3 separate regions of the Danio rerio genome follow, and regions 2 and 3 are each linked to region 1. A link is a contact called in public HiCAR-type data. All regions are on one chromosome and are shown on one strand. Each heading gives the region's core, a stretch centred on a gene start, on an enhancer-like site or on the middle of the called end of the contact. The rest is flanking DNA. Distances are from core to core; before and after follow the strand shown.

The links. HiCAR-type assays count read pairs that join an accessible place to other places.
Region 2: a HiCAR-type map of caudal fin shows a contact between it and region 1, with 8 times the contacts expected there. The contact joins the enhancer-like site here to the promoter of coq5 in region 1. A contact is called at or near these places in 8 of 18 Hi-C or Micro-C datasets (caudal fin, embryo, fibroblasts and 2 more) and 1 of 4 datasets of contacts at active chromatin or transcription factors (caudal fin).
Region 3: a contact with region 1 is called in a HiCAR-type map of caudal fin, with 7 times the contacts expected there. The contact joins the promoter of kremen1 here to the promoter of coq5 in region 1. A contact is called at or near these places in 2 of 18 Hi-C or Micro-C datasets (caudal fin and an unstated tissue) and 2 of 4 datasets of contacts at active chromatin or transcription factors (caudal fin and pancreas).

What each region holds. Positions count from the first base shown.
Region 1 is chr5:16,875,508-16,879,688 of GRCz12tu, forward strand. coq5 (coenzyme Q5, methyltransferase) reads right to left here and starts at 1,693. Exons shown (of 7, transcript NM_001004541.1): 1 at 1,475-1,693; 2 at 809-958. The coding sequence starts at 1,676.
Region 2 is chr5:17,061,715-17,065,895 of GRCz12tu, forward strand. The region is part of intron 13 of susd2 (sushi domain containing 2); the gene reads right to left. Among named protein-coding and RNA genes, the nearest start is that of susd2, 30 kb to the right of the region's middle. Within about 2 kb of position 2,052, at least 3 of the 62 cell types and tissues checked have an H3K27ac peak or open chromatin away from gene starts, as enhancers often do. A contact at or near this core is called in caudal fin, where this site is marked.
Region 3 is chr5:17,010,271-17,014,451 of GRCz12tu, forward strand. It overlaps kremen1 (kringle containing transmembrane protein 1), which reads right to left and starts at 1,973. Exons shown (of 10, transcript NM_001114917.1): 1 at 1,773-1,973. The coding sequence starts at 1,848.

The DNA of each region.
Region 1 (4,181 bases), core at 443-2,942:
TCAAGTGTGTAATTTATTTAAAAAATTAAATGAATTACTGTGATATATATATATATATATATATATATATATATATATATATATATATATATATATATATATATATATATATTTTTTTTTTTTTTTTTTTTTTTTACATTTTTAAACGTGTAAATTATTCCTTTGTCTAATACTTCAGCCATTGGGGAATCGGTGCTCAATTATTAATAATGGTTATCAACAATCATGACGATAACACATTTTTTTGCTTAATATTTGGGGAAACTGATTTAATATTTTCTCAAGATTCTGTGGTGGATACAAACAAACAGAAATAATAGAAAAGTAAATTTAAGAGATAGTTCACCCAAAAAAAAGGGAAAATTTGTTAATTTACTCACCCTTGTTTCAAACAAGTGAGTTTATTTCTCCTATATAAAGAAGATATTTTGAAGAACAATGATAACCTGTAACCTTTGATTTCCCTAATATTTGTTTTTCTCACTATGGAAGTCAATGCTTACTTATTTTTAACTTTCTTAAAAATACTTTCTTTTGTGTTCAACAGAAGAACAATAAAACCAATAAAGTGTTAGAACATCTTGAGGTTGAGTAAATGGTGAGTAGATTTTCATTTTTGAGTGAACTATCAAGACTTTATTTACTTCAAACCTCTGAATTGTAGTAAATATCACAAAAATGATAATCCCACTTATTTAAACATTGAAAACAATCAGAAATGCTTTTTCAACAGCAAATGAATTTGGAGGCTCACATGACACTGAGAAAAAGGAGTAATGAACTACAGTGATAGTCAGTCGGGAGGTACCTGTGCCACCAGCCGTGTCAAGCAGCCGCAATCCCGGCTGAGGGTTCATGATGTGTAGAAGTGTGTCTTTCCACAGCCTGTGGATCCCCAAACTCATGGCGTCATTCATCACGTCATACTTCTTGGCCACACTTTCAAAGACCTTATACACTGATATCAGAGAAAAACATTATTAACCCGTTATATTTTTGTTTAGGAAATTGTTTTGTTCACATAAAAAGCTTTCTTTTCCACATTTCTAAATTGAAATTGTTGCATTTATTAAATCTATTAGATTATTTAAAACAAAAAATATACTTTTTAAATTTTACGGTAATTATTTTGCTAAAGTTTTAGTTGTTTATATTTTCTTTCATTTTTTAATTGTTTATTTATTTAATTTATGTTATGGTAGGGTATTGTCATCATTACTGTTGCTAATATTATTTTTCTGTACAGATTTTGTTGGGATAATTTGTCCATGTTTGATGTTTAAAACGTAAAAAAGCACAAAGTAATGTACGTCATGTACGTCACTGACACTGACAGTAAAAAATAACGAGAGAAACAGAAATGTAACGACCATTGAAGAAACGCAGACATTGAAATCATATTTATAGCTTGTATTATACATTTTGTGAAGCACATGCTTTTATGCAGCTAAAGATAATAGTGTTTGCAACTCACCTTTCTCTGCTTTCTCTTCTTCTGGGACTGTTTGGAAACCAAAGTGCGTACTTCTGCCCTCCGTGCTGTCGCTATATCCACGACATGCTGTGATTGCAGCACGACGACATAAATATTTGCTTCGACACCGTGAAACATGATGAACATTTCTAGTGGAATCGGAGAGAACTCTAAGGACAAATGCCCTGATGGGGGCCGCCATGTTTCTTTCAAATTTAGTTGCGTAAACATCTCCGTCATAATCCCTTCACGCGACGATCTGTAGTTTCGGGTGATGTTTGTTGGACTACAAAAGGGTAGATTGAGCGAACTCCAGATTCCAGATTCCTAGAGACCCTATGCATCGCCATCATTGAAAAAACAATATTTTTCTTCTTGTCACAGAAAGGATGAGAAATTACACTGTATAAATTCAAATTAAATTAATTCTGAATGTTTTTTGCATTAGAAAGAGGGTTGTCTATTATCTATAAAGAGGGTTATCGATTAGTTCGAATCTGTGCATTTTACTGCATATCATACTGCGCATGACTCTGTATGAAAAGTAATCTTTAAATTTTAAAGATTTACTTTAAGCTTTTATCTTTTTATAAATTCTTGTTTCATTACTGTGTATCATCACACAAAAGAGGGGAAAACTGTGTAAACTGCACACTAATTTTATTTGGCAGGAAAAAATCTTTTTGAATAAAATATATAATAATAAATAAATAAAATAAATAAAATACATAAAATATAAAACAATATATAAATAATTATACATAAATGTATATGTATTACAAACTTTATTTGATTTATTGCTGTTTTTATATTGTAATTGTCTTTTTTTCATTATTATGTCACAAAGGGGGGAACTGTGAAATAAATGTTATTTACAGTTTTTCTCAGTCGCTTTGGTGCGTTTCTCACAACACTAGTGCATTTTTGCACAACATTTAATGATTTTCTCAAAACAATTAGTACAAACTGCAAAACCTAGCTGATAACCTGCAAAAGCGCGTCACTTGCTCAAAATGGATAGTTCATTCCTCAAAAGCAAGTATTCATGTCAATCAAAGTGTCAGTATCATCAAAATGAAAAGTCCTGACACCATTGATTATGAACAAGATAGTCAAATGGCTCAGTCATGTTTTCATTATGACAGTTTACTCTCTTTTCAATACAAAAAAAAAAGTCAGATTTTGGTGACACTTCCTGAAAATGATACATCACTGCATTTAGTGAGGTATCTAAGTACAAGACACTGAATATGTTTGTTTCACATTTTTACTGCATTTTCTCTTTGCAATTCTAATTTATTCACAGCATTGTGCAAAAAAATAAATACACCCTTATTTACAACAAACATAAACTCCCTTTAGGTAGAGCTGTGCACAACTGTAAACTATATTGCAGTACATATTGGAACTGAGCCTACAACATACAGGTCTGTAAATCATTCATGAAATTGTTCAATTTTAAAGACATTTTTTTTAGGAAAATAAAGATTTAAATTTGTTAAAAAAATTAGCTGGACAGATTTTGACAACTAGTTCAAATTACAAAAAAAATTACATTTTTGTATGTAATGAGTCAAGTAATGAAATGAGGACTGTTAGTTGTATATGGAATGACTATTCAGCATTTATGTTTAGTTCATTTTGACTGACATGACATAAGCAGATGATAATGTTCTAAACAGCAGAGATTTGTATGAAAGCAATTGATGCATGTCCAAAAGCATTCACAATTTGTTGAAAAGAATGAGAAACTGCTACTAGGATGTGCACAAATATCTAATTGTTTTGAGAAATGCATTAACTGTTGTGCAAATGTAAATTGTTTAGTGAGAAATGCATCAAAGCGACTGAGAAAAACTGTAATATATAATAACTGCATTTTAAACAGAAAATATTTAGTAGACTCTATTGCTAAATATGTTGATTATTTCACTATTCTTTCTTTACTGTGTAATTTATGTTATAATAACTGGCATTAAATATTTTACACATACAGATTTAATGATCAATTTGTTTATTCCATTTGATTATTTTAGTATCATTGGACGGACACATTTTCAATTTACTAGAACTTATATGTTAAACTGCTTTGACACAATCTACATTGTAAAAATGCTACAGAATTAAACATAAATTGAATAGAATTGAATATTTATCCAAGCTTACTGTAAAAAGGTTATGCTTTGGCAATTTAAGGCTCACTAATACATTAAGATGCAAGTTACACGTGTGTGTACATATTTCAGTGTTTTACTGCTAGCAGCACTGCTTAAAATATCATGTCATCTACCATTTATTAAATAAACTTTCAGCACATCCCAAATGAAATGGTGTTCTGTTACTCCTACCATTAGGTGGCACTGTAGGATTCATATTCATAGTCATACTTATAGAAAACTGCAGTGAACGTTTGTGACTGAGGTCATTTAATGAGTAAAGGCTTATTTGGGTGAAATCTACTCAAAGATAATAGTTTATTTAGGTAAGTAATGTAACTGTTAATCAACTTTTTAAGGGTTGTAACTGAGATTGAAACTACAACTGAACAAAAGGCTTTCTAATGTTACTGCAATTTTATTTGATTAAACAACCCACACAATATTGTACTGGATTCATCTCGCACTTGTATCAATGCAGATGAAGCATGATCATTTCAAAGTTTTATATGGTGTATGTTTTATTGCAGGCCAAAAACTTGACAATATAT
Region 2 (4,181 bases), core at 802-3,301, 190 kb after region 1:
ATCCACAGACAACCATATCCATGCTGGCACATAAAACCTAAGGATGTTCCATATTGAATCTAGTTTCGTTATGTAACTATTTATAGTATAGTAAATATTTATATCTATTTTTTTACTGAGGATTTGCACCATGTTTATTTGGACTTTGACACATTATTTATTATTTTCTTATTTTTTTATTTGTTCATTGTACAAGTGGACACATTCTCTCACCTCAGCGGTCAAGATAAGGTCCTGAAAATCTCAACATGCTTACATTTCTTCATCACAACCTAGACTGAAAAAAACAACGCTTTAAATACATGTTTACAGCCATAAACTTGGTATTGCACTTTTGGTCTCCCATTTATCCTGCTTATCAGGAAGGACAGTTTAAGTTTATTTTTGTCTAATCTTAAAAGACCTTGCTTGTTTATTCCTTCTAATTTAATTTATTAAAATGGGAGATTTTTAAGTTTATTTTTATAAAAGACTTCTATAGTTCTATTAAAATGGTTCTTTCAAAAGTTTGTTGAAATAAAACCTTTGTTCAGTCAGAAAACGTGTTCTTATTCTTTTCAGGGTCTTTGCTATGAGAGTTACTATTTAATACTGTATACCGTGAAACCGTCAAACCGTGGTATTGTTTTAGACGATTATCATACCGTAAAAAATTCATACCGTTACAACCCTAGTGACCACATAATAAGTCATTAGAGGGAGAAAAATCTCCAAATTTTAAACTACAGCTGAACAAATTATTATAAAACAGGTAAGTGACATTCCAAGTTGATCTCTCTATTGTGCATGTTGTAGTGCTGTATTTATACGATAGCAATCTAGTAGTGTTTGCTTTGCTTTGGCTTTTTCTGCATTAATTTTTGTGAAATCTCGATTTCAACAGAGAAATACTGGGAAATCTCTGTAGATTGATGGCATTTCATGCCGTTTAGCATTACAATCTAGATGTGATTGAGCAAAATTGTGTAAGCAAAATTGTCTTTTAGGTCATCACTTTAGGCATTACGCTAGAGAATTATTCAAATACTAGTTCCGAAGTGATGTTTGTGAGTTAGCAACTTTTTCTGCCGTTCTGACAATCATGTGAATGAATGGTGGAAGAAAGTAGTTTCTCGTACAAAAGGGTTTTGAGACTCTCTTTTTTTATACACACGATTATGCCATCGAATTGTTGAATATACGCAATATCACACTTGTAGCATTGCGATATGGCTGTATATCGGTGCTGCTGGGGCACTAAGGCACTCGTCTTGCGGCATCGAGACAAAGCACGTCTCCATGCAGTATAATATCACTGCTATGACTGTGATATTATACAGTCGAACCCAAAATTATTCATAAACCTTGAAAATTCTGACTTTAAGTTTTTGTTCAAAAGATGAGAAATGTATATTTTTTTAACAATAATGCCTTTTGCACATCGTCTTATCATGTGGAGGAAGCCTGTGTCACTGTCAACCTCCAAAACACTTGCTGGCTCAAAAAAGCAACTTTAACTCACAATATGCCAGGGCTATTAAAAATTTCGGACTTGCCTTGCATATGTGATCACTTGACGAAATAATTCACAGATATTTACAATAATTGTCAGTTTTAGTTGCACACAAACCTGCACGATTGTCCATCTTATTAACCTGCACATTTCACTCCCTTCATTTCACCCTCACTTTCCTGCTTTTAGCTCGTCTGAATGCGAGCTGCGCTGGAATGCATGCAAATAACAAAACGGTTGAGGGTTATTTGCTGGGGGTTCAGCGCTCTGTAATGGGAAGTCAATTACAGGCCTGGGCAGCTCTTTGATCCCTGCGTCGCTGACATGCTTAACGGGGATGTGGGCTAGGATGTCAACCTTTATCAGCCGGTAGCCAAAACAAAAGAAAGAGAAGGACAGAGCAAGAAAGGGAGAGAGAGAGAGAAAGTAGAGAAACAGATAAGAGGGAAAAAGATCACTGAGACCCCCACATTGACATAAAACATGGGAGTAAACAGTTTTAGTGGGACTGTGCATTCAAGTGAAGGTGGAGCTGTCGCTTACGAAGACACTATCACACGTCAGCACTTGAAAGCGCCAGTCTGGGACGTCCAAGCCTTCAAAACAAAGATAATGACTATAGACGTGCTCAACGGCAGTACAGCCATACTATGAGAATGGAAAGATGTACATGTATGGTGGGAGGTTATCTGTAGGTCGTACTTTCATGCTAACTAGAGCGGATCTGTCTGAATCCTTCTTGACAACTGAGAAATTACTTTTGTTAATAACAAACCCTACCAAACTGGTCTTACGTCTCAAGGACAATAAAGTATATGATGGTAGTGGATGAGAAAAACTGAAAAATGTTAAGAAATCCTGATAGTGTAAACAGAGCAACAAAGATTATCCACACTCAACAATACTTCAAGCAGAAAATTTTTAAAAACATCAAATAAAATAAACAAAAAAATAAAGAAAGAAAAAGAAAAGGAAATAAACAAAACGGTCTCAAATGATATTCATTTAGATATTTAATTTTTTTATTATTCATTAAATTTTTTTTAATCCATGTATAACTTTTTTATTCAGTCTTATGATGTGAGACTAATGAGACTAAAATGAGATCTGTGACTCAGCTGATTGTGAACACCAGAAATGAGTGCATGAGCATCATGAGAAAATTAATCATTACACTGACAAAGGCAACCATAGCCGGAACATTTGCTTTTACTCCTGTTGTATTGTTTAATAAACTATTAAATGTGGACCATTTTTGATGCTTAAGAAACTTTGCTCCTCGCCGCAAAGACTTAAATATATCTTATTTATATTTGCGGAGTTCCTGCTCTTTATTAGAAACCTTTTTCCAAGACATTTCCAGGAGTTTTTACAAGTAATTCATGATGGAAGTTGGTCCCAAACATTCATACAGGGGTGCGTTTCCGAAAACCATCATTAGCAAACTAAGGACGCAAGTTGGGTCGTTACAAACAGTTAATTGATTTAACGTTCCCCAAATGCACCGTTCCAATGAACAGTCACAAACTGCGTTGCAAACTTGTACGCTTGCAACTACGCCTCTAGAGCTATAGTAAGAATCATAATAAGGTAGTTTTCAGCAGAAACAATTCCAACAGAACTTTTTTTTTTCTTTAAAATTTTGCACAACCCTAGTAGTGCCTATAAAAGTTCAAAATGAATACATTTGACATGAAAAAAAAAAAAAAAAGGATAACCGTGAATAAGAGAAAAAACATAACAGACCAACATGACCAGCCATTTTGTTTTGGTGACTGGGGAAAGGTAGAGGGCATGGAACACCTTCAAAGTTGGGAATAGCAGAAAATTTTGAGAAACATTGCTGTTCCTGTTCCTTCATTTGTACTTTAAGGAAAATATGATTATTAAACTGGATACACTTAGCAATCATTTATCAATTAAGCTAATTTATTGATTTCTGTATCCAATGTGCTTTTAATACCAACAAATGAACGGCAAACACTGATCAAAATCATGTTTGACATACTACAAGCTTCATAGCAACAATACCATGTTTACTTTTATGTGAATAATTTCCCCCTCGATACAAATGATCAAATTGTTTTCATTAGCTTGCACTGGGCAGATGGTTTGACTCACAGGTGTGTTTTATAAACTTGTGTTTTTGCTTTGTTTTGGCTCCGGTGAACCCCCAAAAAGGCCGGCAGGGGATGAATTCTCAGCAGCTGTGGAGCAGATCAACCCTTCATGTGTTTAATGGAGAGCGTCCAGATCAGATTCTGAACAGATCCGTCCTGTAGATGCCTATCGAGGGGAAGTATGCCGTTCTGCTCTAATGAGACCAAGGGGTCAAGAGTTAACAAGCGCAAGTACATCCAGGTCGGCCTGCGTGACTGCTGCACTTGCCTTCTTCTCTGTCTGTTTAATATGCTGAATATGTTCACAATCTAAAATGTTATGGATTTTTATTCTCTGTTATTCAGCTGCTTTGACACAAACTAAAGTAAAAAGCTCTACAGACATAAAGATGACTTGATTTGATTTGTCTGTCCGTGTGAATCACGGATCAATGATGAGAGGAGACTCTTTTTAGACCTTATGAAACCTAAAATGATCATTCAAAACGTTGGGGTCAGTAAGATGGTTATTTATTTCAAGCCTGTGTGTGCAAAATGAGCTATTATCCACAAAAAGGATCGATCTATCC
Region 3 (4,181 bases), core at 723-3,222, 140 kb after region 1:
ATGGCAAGCCTTATAGATTTAAACAAGGCTCTTGGTATATAAAAATTGCAGCACAGTCCAAAATTCTAAACACCTTCTAATCATTGAAAGAAATAACTGTTATGAAACCAAACTATTTTTAGTAGCCTTTTTAATCTTTACTCTAATATTCAATAGTAGAATAATATAAGTGATACTTTAGAAATAAAACTACACTAATAAGTGGCAGCAAGTCTGTGAATGAACTTAACGGTTAATTAAATGGATTTGTTCAAAAATGCTGATTCATTCAGTTATAATATAAGAGACTAGTTTTTTGTTAAGTCAATGATTTTTTTGTGACTATTGAAAATAAATATACTATAGCGAGAAAGTGCATTTCTGAAATGTGAAATTTCTTTATATCTTATATCTTTCTTGATATCTGCAGTTAAATATGACCAGCAGCTTATTGTGACAGCAAACTAGAAAAAATACAATTTCAGACATCAAGAAACATGGGTTGGATGAGTTGAATTTCACATTTCGATATCAGTAATTCAATGGATTTGTTCAAAACTGCTGATTCATTCAGGAACAAAGCAAGAGTTTTATGAATGATAGACTGGAAAGCCTTTACATGAACCACGAAACCCAGGAACACAAATGTGTATAATAAACTCCAGCAAGGGTACCCACTAAAAAATTCAAGGGAATTTGGACAAATGTATAAAAATCATGATATATTTAATTGATCACTGTTAAGGATGAAAGTAGTTATTTACACATTTGCAGATTTCTGTTGTTTACTAAATAAAATTTTTGACATTATGAATGATTGTGCCAGTCATATATAATTAATTTTAGAAAAATAATGAATAAATTTGATGTAATTAATCAATAAAAAATATAATTAAAGTTTAAATAAAATAAATAAATCGAAAAAAAAATATCTGTTTTGTTGGTAAAATTCATATTGTGATATCAAGAAAAATAGTTGAAAAGTTGAAAGATAACCCAAACTATGTACAAGCATGTAATTGGTTAATCACAGGCATTAAACAATAACATTTAATTATATTATTTAATGATTGTAATACTAATTATACATAATAAAAATAGCATTATTTATTTATTGTAATGAAACATTAATAAAATCTATTAAAATGTTTACATTGTAACAACTTTTACAATAGTTTTCTATATTTGCCCAAATTTCTGTGATTTTTAGTTAATTTAAAGATTTTTTGATACTATTAGAAATAATTGTACTATAGCGAAAAAGTGCATTTCAGATATGTGAAACTTCATTAAACAAATATTGATATCTGCAGTTTAATATGAACAGCAGCTTATTGTGACAATAAAAACTAGTAAAACGTGCAATTTCAGACATCACAAAACGTGTTTTACGAGTTGAAATTCATATTTCGATATGAATAATTGGATTTCTGCGAGTGACAATGTCATTGTCAATATCGAGAATAGCCTACAGGTTTCCACTATATTGACATCCAATCTCTATAGTATCAGACCAGGTTTCAAGCAAAAGTTTATCCTTAATATAAATTAAGCTCAAAAAGATTAAAAACTCAACTTTAGATACATCCTATGCAAAACTACATACACAGGGAACAGCTAAAAGTGAAAAAGGCTTGCCATATATCCTACACTTCACGCCGATGCTCATCTCGAGACTGGAGTCCGGACAATGCGGGTTCCAACACAGTGCACTACTTTTCAGAAACATCTCACAAAACACAAACAATCTCCATAAAGCACAAAGTTAGGAGATACAAAAGTTGAAGACTGACCCGTGTGGAAGTGCTCAGTAGCTGAAGCGCTGAAGCAGACGGCAAGGAGCAAAGCTGCGACTCTCCACGAATCCATCGCTCTTCTGTAGCTACTGTAACTGTAGTCTGTGATCTGTCTGAGCTTCTGGTCCTCTGTTCTCGCAGGTGAAGTGTGTTGAAGTCCAGTCAGGTCAGTCGAGCTGATGCGGCGCGCGGATGAATGTCAGGAAAGCCCGCTGCGCGTCCGCGTTAAGAAGAGCGTCTCAACTTCTCCAGGCAGATCAGCGCTGCCCCCAGACACATACACACACACACACACGCAGACACACGCGCACACACACAAGACAGATAGCAGAAAAACTAGGGATCCTATTTCAAAATCATGTGACAGGAAATCGGGGCAATAGATTCAACCTGCACCATCCATGGGGGCATTTAGTACCTGTTGCGCGCAGAAATTCAAGAAATGAGAACCAGAGTTCAGAGGAGGAGAAAACTTTGTAAAAAAGAAAGACTTTTTAAGACAGACAGACAGACAGACAGACAGACATACACAGATTTAGTATTTCTTTTTGTAATGCTGTTTTTGTAATAATAATAATAATAATAATAAATATAATAATAAGTACTGCATTCCTCTTTTTGTATGCTATTGTTTTTGTTATGCAATTAATAAAAATAAAATCTATTTAAATTTAATAGTAAAATGTGACAAAAACATAAAAAAGATATTTAAAAATATTTTTAAAATATTCAGATATCTTTAACACATATAATTTAATATTTTTTATGTCAGCAAGAAGTAAGTATTATCTTCAGTTATTGCTGAAGTAAATTATATATGCAGTCCTATTAAAAATAATAATAATATAATTAAAATGACAATGTCATAAATGTCGAAATGTCATATAAAAATACGAAAAATAAATATAGTCATAAAACTACTACAAATAATAAAAATTATATTTAAATTAAATATTAAAGATAATTATATAAAGATATAATATGCTTGTCGATTGCTTCCTTGTCCTCATTTGTAAGTCGCTTTGGATAAAAGCGTCTGCTAAATGATTAAATGTAAATGTAGAAAATACTAATAAATAATAGATAGATAGATAGATAGATAGATAGATAGATAGATAGATAGATAGATAGATAGATAGATAGATAGATAGATAGATAGATAGATAGATAGATAGATAGATAGATAGATAGATAGATAGATAGATAGATAGATAGATAGATAGATAGATGCTGAGCATTGTATATGCTGAGTTAATAATTGCTCTTTCAATGTTTACATAAATGGGGGGAAATGTTACATACAAGTAAACTAAAAGTCTGTCAGCTTTAATGACACATGTTGACCACTGCAACACAAGCCTCATTTCAATGTCATACATTCCAGTCAATAAAAACCGACAGCATCAGGGGTGCAGAATGTCTCTCTCTAGTGGGAGAAAACATGAACGGAGGATCCATGACCTCAGTCTCCTGTGCCATAACAGGCCTCCTCAGTGACTTCATCCACCACCGAAATTAAAACCAACTCACCCAAAACCCCAAACGGCTCGGTAAAAATAACACTCGCTGCCTGCAGCCCTTTTTTAAGGTTTCAAATGATTTGGTTGGGTATGAAAGTGACCATAACGGAGTGAATCATGAACAGGATGGTCAGTGAACGGCAATAAAATGAAAATGTCTTAATTTGTCTATAGGGCTTTTTTTTCAGTAAACTTGCAAAACCCCAAACTCTGAAAACACCAAACTAACATGATTAGATTTGTGTCCTAGAATTGCTTACAGTTTACTATTAAGAGCACTGACCTAGGCTACACACAGAAAAAGAGTCTCAATTAGACGGTCGAGCCCTAACAAGTCGCTCAGGTGTATTCCAGGCAGTTAGATGTGTCAGTATCTTCAGAATTTGTCTGATGTGTGTAAGTGTATCATAATTATATGCATTTGTAAGAGAACGGACACACTCCCTATCCCAATAACAGTACAGTCATCTTTTCCTGTGTCAAGAGAGAGAGAGAGAGAAAGAGAGAGAGGGGGGAGAGGGAGAAAGAGAGAGAGAGAGAGAGAGAAAGAGGGTGACAATACAAATGCAGTCTATTTTATGGATTATTTATTTATCCAGGTTTACATTTGGTTACACTTGTACAGCTATCTTTATGGGGACATAACATACTGAAGACTTAATGATTTAACCCTATCCCTATCCCCTCCCTCACAAGTATTCAGCATTTTTATATTTTTAAAATACTTCAGTCTGTGTGATTTATGAGCCATAGATATACAGATAGATAGACATATATAACAGTTCTATCTGGTTCTCGAATCTGATTGGCTGATAGCGGTGATATATTTAAGTAATATTAGCACCCATACAGCCTCTTTACCCTTTGTGTATTAATCCGCCCACAT